Linked DNA regions of Ovis aries: region 2 is linked to region 1. The links are chromatin contacts, called in public Hi-C maps. All regions are on one chromosome and are shown on one strand. The core of a region is the stretch at or near the end of the contact, and the rest is flanking DNA. Distances in the headings are between cores, read along the strand shown.

Evidence for each region. A called contact is a pair of places that touch in the nucleus more often than the background predicts.
Region 2: a contact with region 1 is called in a Hi-C map of omental adipose tissue, with 2.3 times the contacts expected there. The contact joins two enhancer-like sites. A contact is called at or near these places in 2 of 16 Hi-C or Micro-C datasets (omental adipose tissue and tail adipose tissue).

Annotation. Positions count from the first base shown.
Region 1 is chr6:115,267,157-115,273,857 of ARS-UI_Ramb_v3.0, reverse strand. No RefSeq gene overlaps it. Among named protein-coding and RNA genes, the nearest start is that of HTRA3, 30 kb to the left of the region's middle. Within about 2 kb of position 2,682, at least 5 of the 54 cell types and tissues checked have an H3K27ac peak or open chromatin away from gene starts, as enhancers often do.
Region 2 is chr6:115,381,414-115,387,791 of ARS-UI_Ramb_v3.0, reverse strand. ACOX3 (acyl-CoA oxidase 3, pristanoyl) reads left to right here. Exons shown (of 19, transcript XM_027971266.3): 10 at 772-894; 11 at 2,452-2,473; 12 at 2,476-2,532; 13 at 5,201-5,323; 14 at 5,574-5,687. Among named protein-coding and RNA genes, the nearest start is that of ACOX3, 32 kb to the left of the region's middle. Within about 2 kb of position 1,446, at least 5 of the 54 cell types and tissues checked have an H3K27ac peak or open chromatin away from gene starts, as enhancers often do.

The DNA of each region.
Region 1 (6,701 bases), core at 1,433-3,932:
GGCCCTGCTTATGGCCAGAAGTGACTGCCCCTGGGGTGGGAGGGAACAATGTCCCACAGCATCCCCATAGACCCAGACCCTTCTGGAAGGCTGCCCTCTGCTCCGCGAGGGAGGCCCTGAAGTCCACGTTGCCCGGGGGCCTCAGCCTTGCGGAAGGGCGGCTGAGAGCCTGGGGTCCCAATACCCAGGGTTCCCTGTCTTCCTCTGTCCTCAGCTCCTGGTGTGAGGAGCTGAGCCTCAGGGCCTCTTGTGTGGACTTGTAGAGCCTGGAGGGTGTGGGCAGTGGGCAGGTGAGGATGGAGGTCTCTGGGGGAGGGGAGCTGGCGTGTTGCTGGATGTGGGTCCTTTCAGGCGCGGCTCCAGGTTGCAGGCACACCCGGCGCTCAGCCTATTTGTTGTCTGTGTTTTGTATCAAGTGATCACAAGCACAGTGGCTCACAACACGCCTGCTTCTTATCTCAGTTTCTGTGGTCAGTTCTCTGCTCGGGGTCTCAGCGGAATGTCATCAATCTGGGCTATGATCTCATCTGAGAATCAGGAGCCCCTTCCAGGCAGTGTGGTCATTGGCAAAATGCATCTCCTTATGGCTGCAGGAGGGAGGTCAGCTCCTCACCTCGTGGCCCCCTCCATAGGAAGTTTGTCCATGGCATTCTTCAAGCTGGTAGGTCCTTTCTGTGCCATCACAGCTCTCTGCAGGGAAGGCTGGGCCCGCTTTTAAAGGACACACCCAATTAGGTCAGGCCCACCTTGTTTGGGAAACTCAGTCAACCAATTCGAGACCTTAATTACATCTGCAAAATCTTCACCTTTGCGCATACATAACCTAACTAACGGGAAGGAGATGGCAACCTACTCCAGTATTCTTGCCTGGAGAATCCTATGAACAGAGCAGTCTGTCATGCTACAGTCCATGGGGTCTCAAGAGTCGGAAACGACTTAGCAGCTAAACCACCACCACCACCAACCTAACTAAGGGAGACAAATCCCATCACATTCAGTTTCACTCAAGAGGAGGGGGTTATATTGGCCAGTTTAGAGTCCTGCCTTCCCTCTGGGTGAGAGAACATCCTTGTCTTTACTCATTGGTTTGCATCAACCCTGACTGTCAACGATGGGGGAAAATACAAGCTATGCTGTTGTTAGGCATGGGTGGTAAAGAGCCCACCTGCCAGTGCAGGAGACATAAGAGACATGGGTTCAGTCCCTGAGTCAGGACGATCCCCTGGAAAAGGGCATGGCAACCCACTCCAGTGTTCTTGCCTGCAAAGTTCCAAGGACAGAGGGGCCTGTCAGGCTACAATCCACGGGGTCACAGAGTCAGACCCGACTGAAGCGACTTAGCGCACAGTCTTGTTAACAGTCTGACGAGCAACCCACCCTCTTTACAGATGAGAAAACTGAGGCTCACGGAAGGCAGGGCACATTGACACACGAAAGGTACCTTCTGCTGGGTGCTCCAGGTCACAGCAGGTTGGAGGGAGGTAAGGTCCAGACTTGACCTAGCACGGACCCCAGCCCGGCTGTGGCAGACGGGTCCCACCACCACACAGCCTGTGACTGACAGCTGCCCCCGCCCCCCCCACCGCACCGAGTCAGGCGCCGGACCCCCACAGAAGCACAAGCTGACGGCTGTCAAGCTCCCCGAAAGTGTGGTGGGGTCACGGGCAACGCAGACCCCAGTCTGAGGGGCATCTTACATCCCTTGCACACTCTCAGGACTGTCTAGTGACACCTCTCCATTCGCAAGGGAGACCTCCGGGGCCTGCTTGCACCCCTCTGCTGACGGACAGCTCCCTCCTCGCTGAGGTGAGCTCGTGCTGAGACACACCCCCTCCTTGCAGCTTCAGCCCGCCCGTTGTCCGGAGGTGATGGGCCGCTGCGGCTCCACTGTCGTGATGGAGATGACTGATGCTGTGCAGCTTTGAGACAGTCACTCTCCCTCTAAGAGCCTCGGTTTCTTGTCAAAACTGGGGGCCAGCCTGCACTTGGTTCTCCAAGGGTGGAGACAGCATGCTGGCGGGGAGCTCTGGGGCCTTGCGGTCAGGAAGGGTGCAGTGTGACCCTGGGCAGGCTGATTTCCTTCTCGGTTCGGGAAAGTGTGTGGGAGAGCCTTCAGGGGCCCCCTGCAGGGAGTGTGATTTTATCCTCAGCCCCAGGGTCTCCTCCAGGAGGGGCCGCTTGTGGCTCAGCTCATGCCTGGCCCGCAGGGGTTACTGAGCTTGCACACAGTAGGTGCGCAGTGAACCCAAGTGAGAAGGTGCCTGGATGGACCCAGTGGAGACCCTGGGGTGGCAGGGCCCCTGGGCTGCACGTCCCTGTGCCGGACGCGCGCCTGTCCCACACCCACCGCTCTGCCAAATGAGGAGGCGGGGGCCTTGCTTCCCGGGGCCTGGCCACTGCAGCATCAGAGCAGGACTGGAGCCCAGTCGGCCGGGGCCCACGGCGGCCAAACGCTGGCCTCCACCTGCGCGCAACGTGTCTCGGCCACCAGTGCGGGCCGGGCAGCCATGCGGTGCGTGCCTCCTCGGTGCTGGTACACAGCTTCTCTTCACGCTCAGGACCCTGCTGTGGGGTTTGGTTTTGGTTACAGATGAAGAAGAGACGGAGGGTTTGAAAGGCTGGGCGATTTGATCAGAGTGACTCACTCTCTGGTTCCGGGTTCTGTAGCCTGCGGGTGCTGGCGCTCGGCCCTTGGCAATCTCACCGTTAATAGGAAACAGGCCACTATTAGCCCCGGCTCTGAGCTGAGCCCTCGGCTTCTCAAATCCTCACTTCAACCCCACATGCAGCAATCACCAGCTGTGTCTTAGTTGCAACCAGATTGGGACTCTGAGAAGTAAAGCTTCTTGCCCGAAGCCCCACAGCCTCTACGGGAGGAGCTGGGATTTGAACCACAGGTTGGATGACTGGGCCTCACCTGGACCTCCAGGTCTGCCGCCCTAGAGCAAGGGGTCCTGGGCTGCCCGAGCCCCCCGTGGGCCTAGGGCATGGGGCTGGGACCCCAGGTGGGAGCGGCGGAAACCTAACGGCTCCTGGACGGCCAGGGACACCGCGGGTTCCGAGGTAGGTGGTGGACCAGGAGTGGCCCTGTCCCCACCTCGCGCGGCGCAGCTGCAGGCCCGGCCGGGCAGCTGCCCAGCAAGCCTGTGACCTCAGAGCGCTGTGACCCCGGGGTCACCATGATGGGGCTTCCCGCCGCCTCCAGCACGGGCTGTCACGTCTTCATGTTTTCAATTACAGCATGGCCTCCGCCCGCGGTGCAAACCCACCCAGCCCTCAGAGAAGGCAGCCCAGGGTCAGGGTTGCAGGGAAGTCTGTTGGCCCTGCTGCTGGGACCTGCTCCCTCCCGCCTGGGAGCTGCTGCTTCTGGAAAGCTCTCTGCTGCCCCCTGGTGGGAGAGGCCTGGGCAGTTGGGGGGGGTGCCCTACAGGTATGTCCAAGCAGGGAGAGAACTTTGGGGTTCAGGGCTCCGGACCCCAGAACCAGAGAATGTTGGAGCGCCCCTGCCCACCTCCCCCCGACTCTGGGCCTTCCAGGCTCCACCTCCTGGGCACAGAAACAAGCCAGGGGTCTCCTGACTCTGTTTCGTTCTATTAATGAGGGTCCTGGGGAGAGAGATCTTTTTTTTTCGCACAGTTCTTCCGTGTATTCTTGCCACCTCTTCTTGATATCTTCTGCTTCTGTTAGGTCCAGACCGTTTCTGTCCTTTATGGAGCCCATCTTTGCATGAAATGTTCCCTTGGTATCTCTAATTTCTTGAAGAGATCTCTAGTCTTTCCCATTCTGTTATTTTCCTCGATTTCTTTGCATTGATCGCTGAGGAAGGCTTTCTTATCTCTTCTTGCTATTCTCTGGAACTCTGCATTCAGATGCTTATATGTTTCCTTTTCTCCTTTGCTTTTTGCCTCTCTTTTCACAGCTATTTGTAAGGCCTCCCCAGACAGCCATTTTGCTTTTTTGCATTTCTTTTCCATGGGGATGGTCTTGATCCCTGTCTCCTGTACAATGTCACGAACCTCATTCCATAGTTCATCAGGCACTCTATCTATCAGATCTAGGCCCTTAAATCTATTTCTCACTTCCACTGTATAATCATAAGGGATTTGATTTAGGTCATACCTGAATGGTCTAGCGGTTTTCCCTACTTTCTTCAATTTGAGTCTGAATTTGGTAATAAGGAGTTCATGATCTGAGCCACAGTCAGCTCCTGGTCTTGTTTTTGTTGGCTGTATAGAGCTTCTCCATCTTTGGCTGCAAAGAATATAATCAATCTGATTTCAATATTGACCATCTGGTGATGTCCATGTGTAGAGTCTTCTCTTGTGTTGTTGGAAGAGGGTGTTTGCTATGACCAGTGCATTTTCTTGGCAAAACTCTATTAGTCTTTGCCCTGCTTCATTCTGCATTCCAAGGCCAAATTTGCCTGTTACTCCAGGTGTTTCTTGACTTCCTACTTTTGCATTCCAGTCCCCTATAATAAAAAGGACATCTTTTTTGGGTATTAGTTCTAAAAGGTCTTGTAGGTCTTCATAAAACTGTTCAACTTCAGCTTCTTCAGCGTTACTGGTTGGGGCATAGGCTTGGATAACTGTGATATTGAATGGTTTGCCTTGGAGACGAACAGAGATCATTCTGTCGTTTTGGAGATTGTATCCAAGTACTGCATTTCGGACTCTTTTGTTGACCATGATGGCTACTCCATTTCTTCTGAGGGATTCCTGCCCGCAGTAGTAGATATAATGGTCATCTGAGTTAAATTCACCCATTCCAGTACAAAAAAGATCTTCACGACCCAGATAATCATGATGATGTGATCACTCATCTAGAGCCAGACATCCTGGAATGTGAAGTCAAGTGGGCCTTAGAAAGCATCACTATGAACAAAGCTAGTGGAGGTGATGGAATTCCAGCTGAGCTGTTTCAAATCCTGAAAGATGATGCTGTGAAAGTGCTGCACTCAATATGCCAGCAAATTTGGAAAACTCAGCAGTGGCCATGGGACTGGAAAAGGTCAGTTTTCATTCCAATCCCAAAGAAAGGCAATGCCAAAGAATGCTCAAACTACTGCACAATTGTACTCATCTCAAATGCTAGTAAAGGCTCAAAATTCTCCAAGCCAGGCTTCAGCAATACGTGAACCGTGAACTCCCTGATGTTCAAGCTGGTTTTAGAAAAGACAGAGGAACCAGAGATCAAATTGCCAACATCCGCTGGATCATGGAAAAAGCAAGGGAGTTCCACAAAAACATCTATTTCTGCTTTACTGACTATGCCAAAGCCTTTTATTTGTGTGGGTCACAATAAACTGTGGGAAATTCTGAAAGAGATAGGAATACCAGACCACCTAACCTGCCTCTTGAGAAATCTGTATGCAGGTCAGGAAGCAACAGTTAGAACTGGACATGGAACAACAGACTGGTTCCAAATAGGAAAAGGAGTACATCAAGGCTGTATATTGTCACCCTGCTTATTTAACTTATATGCAGAGTACATCATGAGAAACGCTGGACTGGAAGAAACACAAGCTGGAATCAAGATTGCCGGGAGAAATATCAATAATCTCAGATATGCAGATGACATCACCCTTATGGCAGAAAGTGAGGAGGAGCTAAAAAGCCTCTTGATGAAAGTGAAAGAGGAGAGCGAAAAAGTTGGCTTAAGATCATGGCATCCGGTCCCATCACTTCATGGGAAATAGATGGGGAAACAGTGGAAACAGTGTCAGACTTTATTTTTTGGGGCTCCAAAATCACTGCAGATGGTGACTGCAGCCATGAAATTAAAAGACGCTTACTCCTTGGAAGGAAAGTTATGACCAACCTAGATAGCATATTCAAAAGCAGAGACATTACTTTGCCAACTAAGGTCCGTCTAGTCAAGGCTATGGTTTTTCCTGTGGTCATGTATGGATGTGAGAGTTGGACTGTGAAGAAGGCTGAGCGCCAAAGAATTGATGCTTTTGAACTGTGGTGTTGGAGAAGACTCTTGAGAGTCCCTTGGACTGCAAGGAGATCCAACCAGTCCATCCTTAAGGAGATCGGCCCTGGGATTTCTTTGGAGGGAATGATGCTAAAGCTGAAACTCCAGTACTTTAGCCACCTCATGGGAAGAGTTGATTCACTGGAAAAGACTCTGATGCTGGGAGGGATTGGGGGCAGGAGGAGAAGGGGACGACTGGGGATGAGATGGCTGGATGGCATCACAGACTCGATGGACGTGAGTCTGAGTGAACTCCGGGAGTTGGTGATGGACAGGGAGGCCTGGTGTGCTGCGATCCATGGGGTCGCAGAGTCGGACACGACTGAGCGACTGACCTGAACTGAGCTGGGGAGAGAGATGGGAGGGGCCGTGACTGCTCGGCGGCCCAGGAGGATTCTTTGGGGACACGGAGATGTTTTGGAACTGGACAGTGGTGGCTCCACAGCCTTGCAGGTGTAGCATATGCCACTGAATCATTCACTTTAATGGTGGGTTTGCATGACGTGTGAGCTTCCCTGGCAGCCCAGATAGTGGAGAATCTGCCTTCAGTGCGGAGGCCTGGGTTTGACCCCTGGAGCCCACTCCAGTGTTCTTGCCTGGAGAATCCTATGGACAGAAGAGCCTGGAGGGCTACGGGAGATCCACAGGACTGCAAAGAGTCGGACATGACTGAGCGATTAAGCACACACCTAGGCACACACAGGATGTGCATTTCACGTCAT
Region 2 (6,378 bases), core at 197-2,696, 120 kb before region 1:
CCCCCCTGCCTGGGCTTGAAGCCTGGCCTCAGCGGTCAGCTGAGCCCACTTAAGCCCCTCGAGTGGGCTTCCGGAAGTCCACTCTGCCCTTGCTGTGCACCCCTGGGCCAGGCACTAAGCCTCTCTGTGCTCTGGTTTTCTCCTTTGCACGTTGGAGCGGTGATCACTGCTGTGGGTGGTTGCAAGGATGAGCCACGTTAGGGCGGCGGCACGGTGACCGCACGCAGGGATCACTGGCGGTGGTGGTGGTGATTGTCTTCCGGGTCCTCTCAGCCTCCCCCCTCCATTCACGCAGCAGCAGACACACGCTGGTGGAATGGACACGCTCCCTCGGCCTCCGGGAGCCTTCTGGCCCGGGGGCAGTCGCTGTCTTCCTCCTAGGGTCACAAAGGGCAAGGCGTTGCCAGGTTGGCCCCGCGCTTGGGCATGGTGACCTGGCTGTCTCAGTTGTATTCAGTGTTTACTCTGGCTGAGGGATCGCATGGCCAGGATAACGAAGAATCATATTATAGTTCAGTATTTACTCTGGCTGAGGGGTCGCGTGGCCGCAACAGCAGCGAGCATGGGGCAGGGCAGTGCGCGTGGGCGCCTCTCCTTGAGCAGGCCAGTCAGGGTGGCTGGGTATCAGGGGGCAGCTGTCGTGGTGGGGGGTGGGGAGCATCCGGGAGAGGTGCAGGGCCTTGTGCACTAACGGGACCGTGGGGGTGGGTTCCGGCCACCCCCACCCTGCCGAGGACGTGGGGTGTTCAGGTGGGTATTTGTCCATTTCAGCAATGGCGCTTATTGCCGTACCTGGCTGCCGCCTACGCCTTGGACCACTTTTCCAAATCACTCTTCCTGGATCTGGGGGAGCTTCAGCGAGGCCTCCTGGGGAAAGACCGGAGTGTCAGGCAGGTGAGAGCCCCCTGCTTTTTCTCTGCAGCGTTTATCCTCATTTATATCTCACTGGGTTTGAACAGGGCAGGCTCAGCCTTTCTCTCAAAACAGCGTGGGTGTGTGGATCTGCGGGGATGATGCAAGCTCGTCTGACTTGACCCCTGCGCCATGTCCTCCCGGAGCCCGTCGCAGGGATGGGGGCCTAGTCGGCACGTGTCCGCATCCCCCGTTCTCAAGGACGTGCTGACACGGCTCCTGGTTCCCGTCTGTGAGTTCAGCTGTTGTTCTCTGGAGAACAGGATGCTTTTGCAAAATCCACATTACCGGCCCCCTCCGTGGATTTCACGGTTCTGATCCTTTTGTAAACAACCCCACAAAAGGTCTGTGTCCAGCTGACTGGATGTGAGCTGACAGGCGTGGCTTTGTGCCAGATGCGAGCGTGCAGACCCGCTGAGATCAGCCCCTTTGCACAGAAAGGGTCTTCTGCTAATTTCCATGTATGGATGCCTCCCGTGTTGATTTTTGTTCTGCTTTCACACTGCCTCCTGGGCATTGCGAAAAGGCACAGCGCAAGTGCATCTGAAAACTCACCAGAAATGCTACAGAGGGCGGGCTTACCGACCACGCCCTGAAAAGCCTGTATCAAATTAGCACGTTTTGGAATATCCAGCATAGACACCCAGGCGTCGAGAGGCGGAGGGTGAAGGGGCGGGGGGCTGGCAGGGTGCACAGCCACGCAGTCAGGCTGATGTGACCCCGAGGACCGTTTCATCAGGAATGTGGAGCTAATGCATTTTTCCCCCCCAAACATGAGTCACTGAAGTTTTGCCAGCTGACAATGGAATTGTCCTGTTAATAATGTTTCAAGTGTCACCGTGGTCTGTTTTTTTTTTCTGAAGCTCAGAAAGAGTAGTTCAACCCAGGCGTGGGTTACAAGGTAGCACTTCTGTGAAGCTGAAAATGCTGGCAAAGCCCAGCACCTTATTCCGCAAGTGCGTGTGTAGGCGTGTCTTTCTTGTAATTGTTGTTACTAATGATCTCGTTGAAGTAAAAGAATGTTTACTAGACGTGTTAAAGCTAGCGGCCCCGAGTGGGGCCTGCACAGGGGCCCTGAATGGCCAGGGCTTTGTACCCCTCTGGGGCTGCCCCCCGCCCTCTCCCCAGGGGCAGCGAGTCAGTGCTGTGTCAGTCCCTTCCCTTGGGTTTCCTCCTCGTCTCCCGTGAATGACGGGGGCTTGAACAGCCGTCCCTCAGGCTCGCGCTGTAAACTTCATGCGCTCTGAGTCACGATGCATGGCCCTCCACGATCAGCCTCCCCACCAGGGTTCACCCACTGAGCAGCCGCGGTGGTTTATCTTCAGTGCTAGGAGGTTGTGTGACTAGACCGCAGAGTATCCACAGGTAGATGAATCCTGCTTTTTAAGCTAAAACTGGGTTCCTACTATTGTAGTTGTCAGCCACCTGGGGTCAGACTGGAAGGGGCGCAGGTCTCTGAGGCTGAGCTTGGACTGTCCCCTGCCCTCTGGGGTCGGAGCCTCTCTTCCCCTGATCTTGTTGGCTTCTCTCCCTCCCAAGGCAGAGCTGGGACGCGAGATCCACGCCAGCGGGGGATCCAGGAGTGCCGAGAGGCATGTGGAGGACACGGCTACCTGGCCAGTAGGTCTCAGAGACACGTGGGCTGGTTTCTGTCCTCATCCCTACCATGAAACTCATACCCGACCAGGGGTCAGTGCATGACCAACCAGGGGTCAACTCAAGACCAGGGGTCAGCGCACAACTGACCTGGGGTCAATGCATGGCCAGGGGTCAGCGCACGATTAGGGGTCAGTGCACAACCAACCAGGGGTGAGCTCACAATTGACCAGGGGTCAGCTCACAACCAGGGGTCAGCGCACAACCGACCAGGGGTCAATGCATGGCCAGGGGTCAGCGCACAACCAGGGGTCAGCTCATGACCAACCAGGGGTCATCGCAAGGTCAGGGGTCAGCACACAACAGCCTATGGGCCAAAGGCTTTTTCTGTGGATATATATTTTTGTAAATACTGATTTATCGGCACCCGGCCGTGGCCACTTGTTTACACACTTCCTGTGGCCGTGTTCCTGCTCCTGCAGAGCTGAGATATCTCGGCAGAGCCTAAAACATTTACCTTCTGGAACTTTCCAGAGCAGGTTGGCCGGGCCCTGCCCTCGTCTCATCCCTCGGTTCCCTGCCACCTGATGTTCCTTGGCCGAAACCTGGGGGTCACGAGGCAGCGTGGAGACTGAAAACCAGAACGGAAGGGAGCTTATCCATTCATCTGAGTTGGAACTTGCTAGTTAATGGCTTGGCAGTTCCCTGGCACCACGCTTTGTTCCGATGAAGCATTCTGAGACTCAGCGTTCACTTCTGTTGGCGCCGGTGGCTATCTGAGCAGCTGGTGGATGGCACACAGAGCAGGTGACCGACAGGCCAGGCCCAGGTCCTGGGTCCTCTGTCTCTCTCTGCTGACTGCTGGCTGCGCATCTGAGGGCAAGCTGACCCCACACACTGCTCCTTGGTGTTCTTCTCCCTAAGATGGGGCTGAGGATAGCATGGCGCGACAGGGGTTCTGCAGCGAGGGAGTGAATGAACACACTTGAAGGGTTTAGACAACGTGTGGCAGGGGGCCTGTGCCCCGTTACTCTGATCTATTATTATTATTACGAAAGTGAAAGCGTTAGTCGATCAGTCATGTCCAGCTCTTGGACTGCAGCCCGCCAGGCTCCTCTGTCCATGGGATTCTCCAGGCAAGAGTACTGGAATGGGTTTCCATGCCCTTCTCCAGGGGGTTTTCCCAATGCAGGGATCGAACCCGGGTCTCCTGCATGGCAGGCTGGTTCTTTACTGTCTGAGTTGTCAGAAAAGCCCATTATTATTGTAGTCATCCTTACTATTTGCAGCTTACCTGCCTAACTTCTCATGTGCCGATCTTCAGTCACCGATGGGTAAAGTCTGGTGACTCAGACGAGACCGCAGTGGAATTGGCAGAGACCTTCCCTAACGGTTTATTCCTCCAGAGCCTTTTAGCCCCTGGTTGAGTCTGTGGGAGAGACCTTCCCTGACGGTTTATTCCTCCAGAGCCTTTTAGCCCCTGGTTGAGTCTGTGGCAGAGAACTTCCCTGACGGTTTATTCCTCCGGAGCCTTTTAGCCCCTGGTTGAGTCTGAGCATCTCGGCGACACTCTGTAGATAGCTGTGTGCTTTTGGTGAGGAAGCGCCTGGCTCCTCCTCGTGCGGTGGGCGGCAGGGGGGGTGGGGGGCGCTCAGCTTCTCCGCTGTCCGTGTCCCTGGCGTGTGGGCAGCCGTGGCGCCACAGAAGTCTCTCCCCCGTGTGCTTTGTCTTCTGTGCACTGTTCTTTGTAGTTTTTGTTTGTTGTTACAGCTCATAGAGACGCTATAAATAGTTTAGAACGAGGAGCTTGAATCATGCAGCCCGCAGACAGCAGAAATGACTGAGTCAAGTGTCATCACATAGCTCCTTCTGGGCTGATGCCAGTGTGGCCAAACTCAGGGATAAACGTAAAGCCCTTTATCTGGATTTTAGTGTCAGTTTCTGGTCGTCTCTCTAAGGTCGCTCTCAGATAGTCGCATCCAGTGCTCTGACTGTGGCATGGGGCAGCAAGGCAGCAGAAGACGGTCAGGGTGTCACAGGTGACCACAAGCCTCGCACCTGCTACAGAGCGCCCTCACACCCTCTCGGGCTGCTCACAGCAGTGTGTGACTGTGAGAAGTTGGGGGTCCTACCCCTTCTCCCATCTCAGCCTCACATCTGGAGAACATTCTATCAATATGCCAGGGACCCAGGTGGGGAGGGTCGGGGAAGAATCCTGTATGAAATCTGCGAAGGAATTGGGTGATTTCACTGGTAGGAAAGGCAAGAGAAAAAGAAGCGTCGTCTTCAGATATTTGAGACGTCTCGTGTAAAGAGAAGGGTGCCTTTGGTTGTACGAGGAAGAAGGGCACCCGCCCAGGTAGTCCACTCTGTCAGTGGCCCCCCGGAGGGAGCTTTGCCAGGCGATCTGTGACTCGTGGTGGTGATGGGTTGCTGGTGGCAGTGGACGCTTCCTGAGTGCAGCACAGGGCTTCCCAGGGACCTTGCGGATGCTCCCAGTGTGTCCTTGAAGAGGCAGCAGCCGGATGGATGGGGCACACCGCTGGCTGGGGACGGAGCTGGACCTGGAGAGGGCAGGAAGTGCTTCGTCCAGTCAGGCTGGGCCTGGGACCTGACCTCAGGGTCCCAGATGGCAGGGGGTGGGGGCATCTCTCCTACCCGCAGCCCCAGTGATGAGCACACCCCTTTGCAGTGAACCGACTGGGCGACCTCAGAGACGACAACGACCCCAACTGCACGTACGAAGGCGACAACAACGTCCTGCTGCAGCAGACCAGCAGCTACCTGCTTGGCCTGCTGGCTCGCCGGGACCAAGGTGAGGTGGCTGGCACCCCTGCAGCCCTGCGGGGTGAGGGGGTTCCCAGGGCCCCCTGAGCCGGCTCTTCTGTCAGGACGGACTCTGTGTTGGCAGGCAGGAAACATGCGATCAGATGGGGCTGGACCAGCTTCTGAAGTGATGGGCAGGGCAGGTGGCGGTGGGGTGGGGGGGGCCGGGATTCATCTGCCAGACATGCCCTGGGGTGGGGGTCCTTGGCTCTCCCTAGAGTCACCGGCTGTGCTCCTAGGTGGTGCCCGCATCGAGAGCCCCCTGAAGACCGTGGACTTTCTGGACGGCTATGCAGACATCCTTGGCAGGAGGTTCGAGGGCTCCAGCCCCGAGGACCTGTTGGACTCCTCAGGTAAATGCACGTCCTTCCCTGTCTGCAGGTGCGCCGTGCCTGGCGGGCAGCAGCCTGTTGCTTTGCCACCTCATTCATTCAGTGATGATTCGTCCGCGGATACTTCCTGCGTCCGGTGCTGACTCAGGTGCTGAAGCCAGCAATGGAGAGAAGGGAGCTTGCTCTCCCCTCCCTGGAGTCCCGGCTCCCACCCACCCCCCTCCCCTGGCCTCACAGTGAGTGGTCAAGGAGAGACCTCACAGAAAGAGCAGGGGTGGTTACAGCCGCTCCCCTCCCTACCGCGTGTCAATGACGTCTGAAGGACGCACCTTCCTCACGCAAGGGCCCGCATGTCTTTCTGTCAACTCCCGTGTCCACAACAGCAGCTTCACGCCACAGCGGAGCCTTGCAAAGTCCTCACCGCCCCCTTTGTGGGATTCAGTGGGCATGTGTCCCTCTGCCCCCCCGGGACCCCTGTGGCCAAGCACCTCGGGGCCCGCCTCTGTGGCCCCACCCAACCCTCAGGCACACGCTGCCCCCCTCCATAGATGGCCAGAAGCTGACCCTCTGGCCGGCCACCCAGGAGCCGGAAAGGCAGCCCAGCTGCCGGAGATGGAGGTGCTGGGCCCACTCCTGGACCCGCACCGGCCGTGGGGCTTTGGGCGCAACCCCATCGTCCTGCCCCGCCCCGGATGGGGACGCACCGCCTCTG